Regions from separate parts of the Mus musculus genome. Here regions 2 and 3 are each linked to region 1. Evidence: chromatin contacts called from public Hi-C data. All regions are on one chromosome and are shown on one strand. The core of a region is the stretch at or near the end of the contact, and the rest is flanking DNA. Distances in the headings are between cores, read along the strand shown. Region 1 has its middle 88 kb from the start of Arsj. Region 2 overlaps Arsj (arylsulfatase J). Region 3 holds the start of Arsj (arylsulfatase J).

The links. Hi-C and Micro-C count contacts between places; a contact is called where the count stands out from the background.
Region 2: a contact with region 1 is called in a Hi-C map of embryonic fibroblasts, with 3 times the contacts expected there. The contact joins two enhancer-like sites. A contact is called at or near these places in 12 of 484 Hi-C or Micro-C datasets (the C2C12 cell line, cerebral cortex, embryonic fibroblasts and 4 more).
Region 3: a Hi-C map of the C2C12 cell line shows a contact between it and region 1, with 2.7 times the contacts expected there. The contact joins the promoter of Arsj here to the enhancer-like site in region 1. A contact is called at or near these places in 2 of 39 promoter capture datasets (the 3T3-L1 cell line and stem cell-derived epiblast-like cells), 1 of 15 datasets of contacts at CTCF or cohesin (the NIH/3T3 cell line), 4 of 484 Hi-C or Micro-C datasets (the C2C12 cell line, adipose-derived mesenchymal stem cells, cerebral cortex and 1 more), 2 of 115 datasets of contacts at active chromatin or transcription factors (PVALB interneurons and neural progenitor cells) and 1 of 9 other capture datasets (embryonic stem cells).

The regions. Positions count from the first base shown.
Region 1 is chr3:126,274,603-126,277,571 of GRCm38.p6, forward strand. No RefSeq gene overlaps it. Among named protein-coding and RNA genes, the nearest start is that of Arsj, 88 kb to the right of the region's middle. Within about 2 kb of position 1,554, at least 36 of the 459 cell types and tissues checked have an H3K27ac peak or open chromatin away from gene starts, as enhancers often do. A contact at or near this core is called in the C2C12 cell line, the NIH/3T3 cell line, adipose-derived mesenchymal stem cells and 2 more, where this site is marked.
Region 2 is chr3:126,401,512-126,404,480 of GRCm38.p6, forward strand. All of the region lies in intron 1 of Arsj (arylsulfatase J), which reads left to right. All of the region lies in intron 1 of Gm35351 (a long non-coding RNA gene), which reads right to left. Among named protein-coding and RNA genes, the nearest start is that of Gm35351, 4.2 kb to the right of the region's middle. Within about 2 kb of position 1,435, at least 16 of the 459 cell types and tissues checked have an H3K27ac peak or open chromatin away from gene starts, as enhancers often do. A contact at or near this core is called in the C2C12 cell line, embryonic fibroblasts and tail fibroblasts, where this site is marked.
Region 3 is chr3:126,362,320-126,365,288 of GRCm38.p6, forward strand. Arsj (arylsulfatase J) reads left to right here and starts at 1,533. Exons shown (of 2, transcript NM_173451.3): 1 at 1,533-2,846. The coding sequence starts at 2,455.

The sequences.
Region 1 (2,969 bases), core at 304-2,803:
CAACCCAAGGTCAAGATGCCCTAGCTAATTTATCTTAGCTGCTGTTAATCTGCTTGCTTATGGAAACCTTGTCCTGTAGCTACAGAGTCAGATACCAGGCTGGTGTTTTTTTTTTTTTTTTTTTTTTTTTTTTTTTTTTCTTTTATTGGATTTTTTTCTTTATTTGCATTTCTTTTTTTTTTTCCATTTTTTATTAGGTATTTAGCTCATTTACATTTCCAATGCTATACCAAAAGTCCCCCTTACCCACCCACCCCCAGGAGGAGCTAGAGAAAGTACCCAAGGAGCTAAAGGGATCTTCAACCCTATAGGTGGAACAACATTATGAACTAACCAGTAACCCTGAGCTCTTGACTCTAGCTGCATATGTATCAAAAGATGGCCTAGTCGGCCATCACTGGAAAGAGAGGCCCATTGGACAGGCTGGTGTTTTTGCTTTTAAAAACTCCTTGCTCGAAATGCTTATGCTTTAGTTCAGTCACAAATATCTGAGTGTAATCCCAGCCAGCTAGAATAAAGACTCTCTCTTGATTGTAAACTGTGTCTGCATGGTCTTCTCTGGTGGGCTCCCTATAACACAATCCTCCTTTTCCAGGAATGCTGTTTACTCCTCAAAGCTACAGTTAACAGTCTTGAATGTATTTATATTTTCCTTCTACAGACAGTCTTGTTATCATTGAGTGCTATAGGTTTTTTTTTCCTTTTCCTTTGAATATTTTAAAGTGTTTGCCACACATCTTCATCCCTGGAGTCATTCATTGAGGACATATCAGGAATTCATCAAACCATGACTGCTTTTGAAAGCATAATACGTGTGCTACTTCCTCCAAGAGATTATTATTGCTCTACTCTTGTGTACATCTTTAATCCCAGTACTCAGAAAACAAAGAAAGACAAATCTCTGAGTTCAAGATCAGTCTGGTGTACATAACAAGTTCCAGGCTACCTAGGGCTAACTACATAGTAATACCATGTCTCAAAAGTAATACATAAGTAAGTAAATAAGTAAGTAAAATGTGTCTGACCTTAAATCCTAGCTCCACAAAAATTTAACTGTGACTTTGAAGTCATTGCTTAATCTCGCTGTGCTTCAGGTTCTTTGAATGTAAAAAATTAATAATGGTACCATCTCACAGACTAAATGTGATCAAGGAAGCAAGCTGTTCCATGCAATATGATAAAGTCAATGCCACAGCTATCTTATTTTTAAGGACCAATTGGTTATTACTGTTAAGGCCATGTCTATCTATTTTAACATTAATACATGGCTATTAAATTAACAAAGCATTAAGTCATCATCACAAAGTCTTATTTGTTTAGCCAGTCAACATGTTTATATTAATATGAGATGATGGCTACATTGACACAGTGCTTAACATGCATAGTTTTGAATACTATAACGGTGATTTATTTCACTTTGTTTTATTTTCCACATAAGATTCTAACCATGCAGTTTAATCGTATGCAGTGGTAACACACTTGACCATATACCAACCTGCAGACAGTGATGCTGTAGCAGGATAGTTTCCCTGCAGCCTGGTGAAAGAAGGCCATGCTTTCTTCTCCTGAGTCATCAGAGGGATGCTTCATGCTTCCACAATAGAGCAGAGCACATCACATCTGCATTACCTCTTACCTGGCACAAGTCCACCAGAGAAATCTGTTTGCTATTCTAAAATAATATGGATATCTTCCCAGAATTAATTTCAGAGAACAGAATTGAGCATATTCTTAGATTTTTAGAGGGTCATTTTCTTCAGCTTTTTTATGGCTAGAATTTAAAGATCCTGTTATAAAAAGTCTTCAGGGAAAAGCAATTCTCTGAGAAATCTCAGTTCAAAATTACCTCATCTGAAAGCTATCTGTTACCATATGTTTGCTTGGCCTGGATTCCGTTCAGTGAGGTTCCTCCTGTACATTCTTCTGAGAGAAACAAAACTAAGAGTAGGCGGGTGCCAGTCATCAAATGCCAATGGCCTATGTCAAGTCTTATTCAGCCTTTTAAAACAACATTTAATGGTCTCTTGCTTTATGGCTTTAAACCACAGAGAAGCCAGCATGATTACAATCTGTAAACCCTGAGTCCCCATTTTGCTTTCTGTAAAAAAAAAGTTGCCTCTTTTAATCTTTGAAGAAAATCCAAAACTTCTTTGTTGTTCAAAACACAATTTAAATCTAAAATACAAGTTCTGGCTTATTTTCTTATGCCCATATTATATTTATGACTTGTTTACTTCTTGCTCCCTTGTGAAGATTAGGCCTTGTGACAGTTGAAGATATTTAATAAAATAAAACGTGGGGTACATAGTCCCTGACCCATAGTGTACATCCACTGTGAAAGAATATGGGCGATGAGGAGGGAGAAGGAGAAGACGAGGAGGGACAGGGAGAGGAAGAAGAGGATCGAGAGGAGGAGGGAAGTGACAGGAGAGGGAGAGAGGAGAGAGCATAAAACTAAAGAAATGGGTAGATGAACTAGTGCAAAATTATCAGCTTTACCCAAAAGCAAATTGATGATGGCAACATATTCATGGAAAAGATGTCCCAGTTCAATTTCCACAATTAGTAAAAATATACTGCAAAGTTTGTAAGCAATTTATTTACTTTTTATTTTAAGTGTATGGAAGTTTTGCTAGCATGCATGTTTGTGTACCATGTGTGTCCTTGGTGCTGTCAAGACCAAAAGATGCTATCAGATTTTTCTGATAATTGTGAGCTGCAGCTGGGAGCAGATTCCTGATCCTCTGGTAGAGCTGTAAGTACTCTCACCTGCTTACTCATTCCTCTTTACCCTCAACATTTGCTTTATAAAGAATTTTTAAAGATTTATACTAGTGCAATGTTGAAAAACAATGCTTTCAAACACTTATTATCGTTGATAACTAGTTGAGGTTGTCTCAGGATAAAATGCTGTATGAACTGCTATGTCTATAGTCATACTGCAGACTTAAATGCTATTATTTATTCTA
Region 2 (2,969 bases), core at 185-2,684, 130 kb after region 1:
GAAAGGAATATTGCTTTTTTTTTGTGACTGAAAAGGGGTAGAGCCGTGGGAAGTCATTGTTAATAGCTTTTATCTATCTAGATATATAACAAATTCACTCAGATTTTTTAAATGTTAGCCCCTTTTGGAAACCAGAAGTCCCTGTAGAAAATTCCAAACAGTTACATCCTCCTGTGCTCAGGAAGATCCTAGAGGCGCAGAACAGTTAAACTCTAGAAAACTGGACTTTATAAAAAGAATGGTGCTTACTACAGTTACGTATAGCTCATTCTAGAGTGTTCTAGAAATACATAGAATACTAGGAATACTTTCTTTTGAGTTGTAGGCCTTCTCAAACAGTTTCATTCAATCTCATGCCATGCGTCTACAACACCAGGGACCTTATCATTTCATGAGTTAACCTTTGGAGTCACCTTTATTTTTCTGAGTACTTGGTCTTTGTCATTTTAGTCAGTTCTTTAAAGGTTCGTTTATTGAGCTTTCACCAATCATTTTAACTTAAACTGTATTTATCCACCCACCTAGATTTACAGATGGACAAATTCAACGTGTTTTTAGCCCTCGAAGCGTACCCACCCTTAACTGCTTCATGTATTTTCAGTGCATTGGTCTAGGATGGTACTTATGTACCCAATACTTGGGGGAAATGGTGCATATCTTATCTGATGTTAGAATCGATACTGTACTTTGCACTTACATTTATTAAATGCATACAAGTAAACTAAGTTATCTATTATACTTATAGGTTATATGTTTTCCTCAAGACTTTAAAGAAAACCACATGTGTCAATAGTTTTGTTCGTGTCGTCGACCACTATACAGTGAACTTCAGACTGTGAGTGACTAGTGAGAAGACAGACTCTCTACAGATACTAACAGGGAGGGTCAGGTCTTGGAGCAGAGTGCCATCAGATCCCCCACTCCAAGCCCCCAGCCAAGTTTCCTCCCAGACATTCTAATGACTAAAGCATCAAGCCTACAGTCTTTTAACATAGTCTGTGCAATAGAGTTATGCTGTCTTCTGCTCATATCAAACATGGCTATGCTGTCTAAATTCCTACCACCCTGTTCCCAGTTTCCTTCTAGTTAAATAGGCATGATACTCCTTTATAAAGTTGTTCCAGCCATGGAAGAATTTTTGGGTTCTCTCATAGACATGTGGTAAGTAGTCAACACATTGAGTCTATGAATGCTGAGTCTACACCATTTTGATCTTAGCTTTGAAATCAGACTTCCACTTCAACCATTACTCCAAGACTTTCGTTTCATAGCTATTGTCTGACATCTGCCCTAGATTTGGTAGATTGCATTGCTTTGTGAGTGGTTGAGAGCTTACTAGCTGACTTGAACACGATAGTCCTCTTATGATTCACTTTTAAGGTGGAATTTGAGGATAGGCCTGACTGATATTAACCTCTCCTACAAAGAGCTGGGAACTGGCCTTCACTGCCCATCTTAAATGGTACAATTGGTCTATTTGTCCTTTTGACCAGGCCTCAGCTTGGGACTTATTTCTTTACCCTCTATTGCCCTCTAGTGACTGCTTTCAGTACTGCCTCACCCGGGGTTTATCCTCCCACTGAAACCCTTGGTTTTCTAAGGACTATAAGAACAGTTAGTTGAATCGTTGCACAGAGTAGATTAAATTACATGCTGCATTTTAAACATATATCCATGTATTAAATTATTAATAATAGATATTTAAGACTCATGAAAATGAAGGAAATCAAGATACTGAAGGTGTAAAATGTGCCATGTCAAAAAGAGAAGCAGTTTAAACATTAGAAATTTATACTAATTACTACAGGCGCCATGATTAAACATTCTCCTTTGTTAGCCAATTGGTTGCATGGAAGTCACAAAAGGCATTATCGATCATTAAAAGCAACTTTGTATTATTTACAAAGTGCATGCAAAAAGAACATTGTTTAAGTTTGTTCTAACATAACGCTATCAGGGAAAGTTAAACATATGTTATACCTTAGTTTCAATAAGGAAAATTTATAAAAAAGGTGATTGATTTAAATTTTAAAATACAGTGAGTAATGAACAAAATGTTGATTTTTGCCATCCAAAGTACTTTAGTATTTGTCATTAACACAAGTACTGTTACCTCAAACTCAAACATAATTCACACGAAGACACAAATTTACTAAAATTAACAGGAGGGTGCAGTAATACTTTGATGAGAAAGCAAATATTTTTAAGACTTACAAATAGCTGGAAGATTGAGGGAAAGGCTCAAGAAATAGAAAATTCTCGATAAAGATCAAGAAAATAGATGATTCTTCTACAAGATGTGGGGAAGCTGGCTTAAAAACAACCAAGATAAAAAAAAATCTTAGTTTTCTGTGCTTGGAAGAACACAGTAAGATGTACAGCCAACAGACACTGAACTTCCCATGGAGGAAGGGGATAGTCCTATGGAATTCTGCAATGCTGAGAACCCATCCAGAGTACTAAATTCAACTCAAAGTGCCAGGTTAGCTCTGGCAAGCACAGACCATGATGCCTGGCAAAGTAACCAACTCAAGAGGAGGGGAGCAATCCTTACATGTGTGACGAACTCTGGGGGAGGGGGGTTCTGTACTTTCTGAGATTCTAAGCAAGGAGAGCCTGGGTGAACATTAAATTGAACCCATTATTAGTAACTACCTCAGATGGCCTGGAGTGAGGGGCCAGTTCTTAGTAGTTAGTGCATGTTGTGCAACTTCGCACACCTGCCTGAGACTGGACTCCAGAAGACACCTAAGAAGCCAGAGCAAACCTGTGCATGTCTGTAATCCCTGCACTGGAGACAAAGGACACAAGAGACTGTATGTAGCCAAGGGTAGCCTTGAATTTCATGATCTTCCTGCCTTAGCCTGATGAGTCTTGCACCATCGTGCCCAATTCTGAAGTAATTGTTACTACACTATCATGACTTGACTCTTGTAATTTAAAAAGTAAAGGCATGTAGACAGAGGAAG
Region 3 (2,969 bases), core at 283-2,782, 88 kb after region 1:
CTCCTGCCATGTTACTCATTAGCTCTCCAACTGAAAATAGCTGGGTCTGTTGGAGTGTGTACATCTTTTCCACTCCAGCACCCACCCCACTAGACCAGTGAAGTCGGAATCCCTACCTCTCTGTGCTTTTAATCTCCCAGTAGAACTGACTCTTTTTAAATGTTTGGAAATTTAAACTTAGAGAGTTGTTACTCTCAATTCTAAGCATGTCTTCTAAATCTCAACGTCTCTCCTGGAAGCAGCCAGAATAAGCCACTGCCTGCTCATGTTGGCAAAATTAGCTGCATGAAACAGCATTCTGTCTCCCAGTTTAAGTTTCCATTTCACCAAGTTTGCCTGCAAAGTTGACAGGAACTGTGTAATAGCAGAAGGGAATTAAAAGTAACAGCTAAATGAAACTTGGAATTATGACTTAGTCATTAATTGAATCTTGCATGTTGTATGCCAGGCTATACTAGGTGTTCAGTAAGAAAGTGTTGAAAACATTGGGAATAACATATATATACACCGCTTTTGGCATTGATGCCTCTTCTATAAAGATCCTGCCTCTGGGCAGTGTTTTAAACGGTTCTAACTATGGTAAAAAATAAAGTATGTTTTCTCAGTGAAAGCAATCTTTTATTGTAGGGAGAGGAGAGAAACAAAAGAAAGGAGATATAAATGGAAAGAGAGAAAGGGAGAGAGAGGGGAGGAATGAGAAGAGAATACACGGTGATATTATGTTCACTACAAAACAAATCCAAAGGCTGGAGGCAGAGCTCAGCTGGCAGATGGCATGGGGTTGACTCAACATTATATGACAGTACGCCGAGGGTGTGTGTGTGTGTGTGTGTGTGTGTGTGTGTGTGTGTGTGTGTTCACTCAACACTATATGAACCTGGCTTCGAGAAATCTTACAGTCTGGGGAAGTGGAGACAGGAGCATCAGATGCTCAGAGTTACCATCAGGTATGTAGTAAGTTCCAGGTTAGCGCATGAATCGCTGACTCGACACTATGCGACAGATGGGCTTCCTTCTTCGGGGTGTAACCTTCCTCTCTTTCTACATTCTTGGCGGGAAAAACCAAGTTTGGAGAGAGGCAGAAAGCCTACATTCTTAACATCTTCACTAAGGAAGAGAGTGATGAGACCGGAAAAGTCAACTGTTGACAGAAAAAGTACTAGTTTAAAAGTTGCACTTGTGGCTGTCAGTAAAAATAAAGAGAAAAGAAAAGAAACGGCAAAGCCAGGGAGGGATGGGAATGGGTGGCGGGTGGAAGGGGGGGGGGTGCAGTAGTTGAGCAATGAAGGAAAACCAGCCACAGAGTGTTCTGTGCCATCTGTTGATTCTCCTGCTCTCTTCTCACTCGCTCCAGTAGCTTCCAACGTTTCGGGATGGACAAGGGGCATCGTCTATGGGCAGACCCACAGAAAGATGGTCTTTCACCTGCACTGAGGAGTCTCACTGGGGACCCCAGGGAGCCGCCCCGCAGCAAAGCCGCCCTTCTCGGGTCCATCCTTTTCCTCGCAGAAAGGAGGGCGGAGAGCCAGCGCCTCCCCGGCCTGGGCCCGCCCTCAACCAGCAAGCATGGATCTCCGGCTGCGACTGCCTGGCGAACAGAGGAGGAAAGCACAGATGGCTAGAACTAAGTCAGCCACCCAAGGGCACGCTGGAGCAGCTGCAGCACCCACAGGGGACACGTGCGCTCTGCGATCGCCGCCCAGGACTCTGTGAATGTCCCCAAGCGCTTCGGGGTAGAGAAGGAATTGCTGAAGAGGAGGCCGGCTGGGGCAGGATCCTTTCTCACTTCGGGGGCCCGGAGAGGGGTCAAGAAGATTGACAAACGCTCAGCGGAAAATGGGGAACTAGCCTTGAAAAGGTAGGAGTAGCGGCCAGCAGGAAGAAGGTCCCCTCGGCTCAGCCTGTCATTCATCCATAAGCAAGGGGTTCCTTGGGGCAACTTGGCAAGGCTTCCCGGGTGCCTGGAACGCTGGACCGATGTCAGTCCCACCACGCCTGGTGCTTGCCTGCGCATGGACACAGTCCTGCTCCCCGAAGATGTGGAGGATGATATGACTGCCAGACGTTCCTGTCCTGTGTGGCTCTCAGTCCCTTTCTTGTCCTTTATTATTTTTATTATTTCTTCGTGAGAACTTTTGGGTGAAGATGCTAACTTTTTTTTTCTTTCCTGCAAGCTGCCGGGTGATGTTAGGAGGTAAAAGAAAAATTGAAAAGTAAAGAACTGCAAGTCAGTGAAGAGGACATCTGCTCCCTTCTAGTTTTTCCAATGTTCATGAGTTAAACCGTTACCTCCAGAGGATTGAAGTTGTGGGAAGTGGTGGCATCTGGGGAAGGGAGCAGGATTCCCTCGCAGCCTTCCTTCAGCTGTCTCTACCCCTTCGCATGTATGAGTGGACCAGCAGCAGCAAAGGGGGCAGGGTTCTGCTTGTGGAGTCTCCTGTGGGACCAGAGTGAATGGCCCCCAGGGACAGTGCGGAGCCTCTGCCTCCGCTATCTCCACAGGCCTGGGCCTGGTCTGGAAAGTTCTTAGCGATGGGTGCCCTGGCAGGCTTCTCGGTCCTCAGCCTGCTCACCTATGGCTACCTGTGCTGGGGCCAGGACTTAGAAGAGGAGGGGTCCCTAAAAGCTCAAGTTGATGAGAGACCTGAAGCAGGCACAGCAGGCACCTCCCAGCCCCATCTCATTTTTATCTTAGCTGATGATCAGGGATTTAGAGATGTGGGTTACCACGGATCTGAGATAAAGACGCCCACCCTTGATAAACTCGCTGCAGAAGGAGTTAAGCTAGAGAACTACTATGTCCAGCCTATTTGCACACCGTCCAGGAGCCAGTTTATTACCGGAAAGTAAGTGTTACCACTTTTATGTATTACTTGGAAAACTCTTAGGCCTTTATTTAAAACTGGTTTCTAATTTAAGAGAGGATCTAAAAGTATGTGGGAAACAATCCAATGAATGAACAAGAGAAT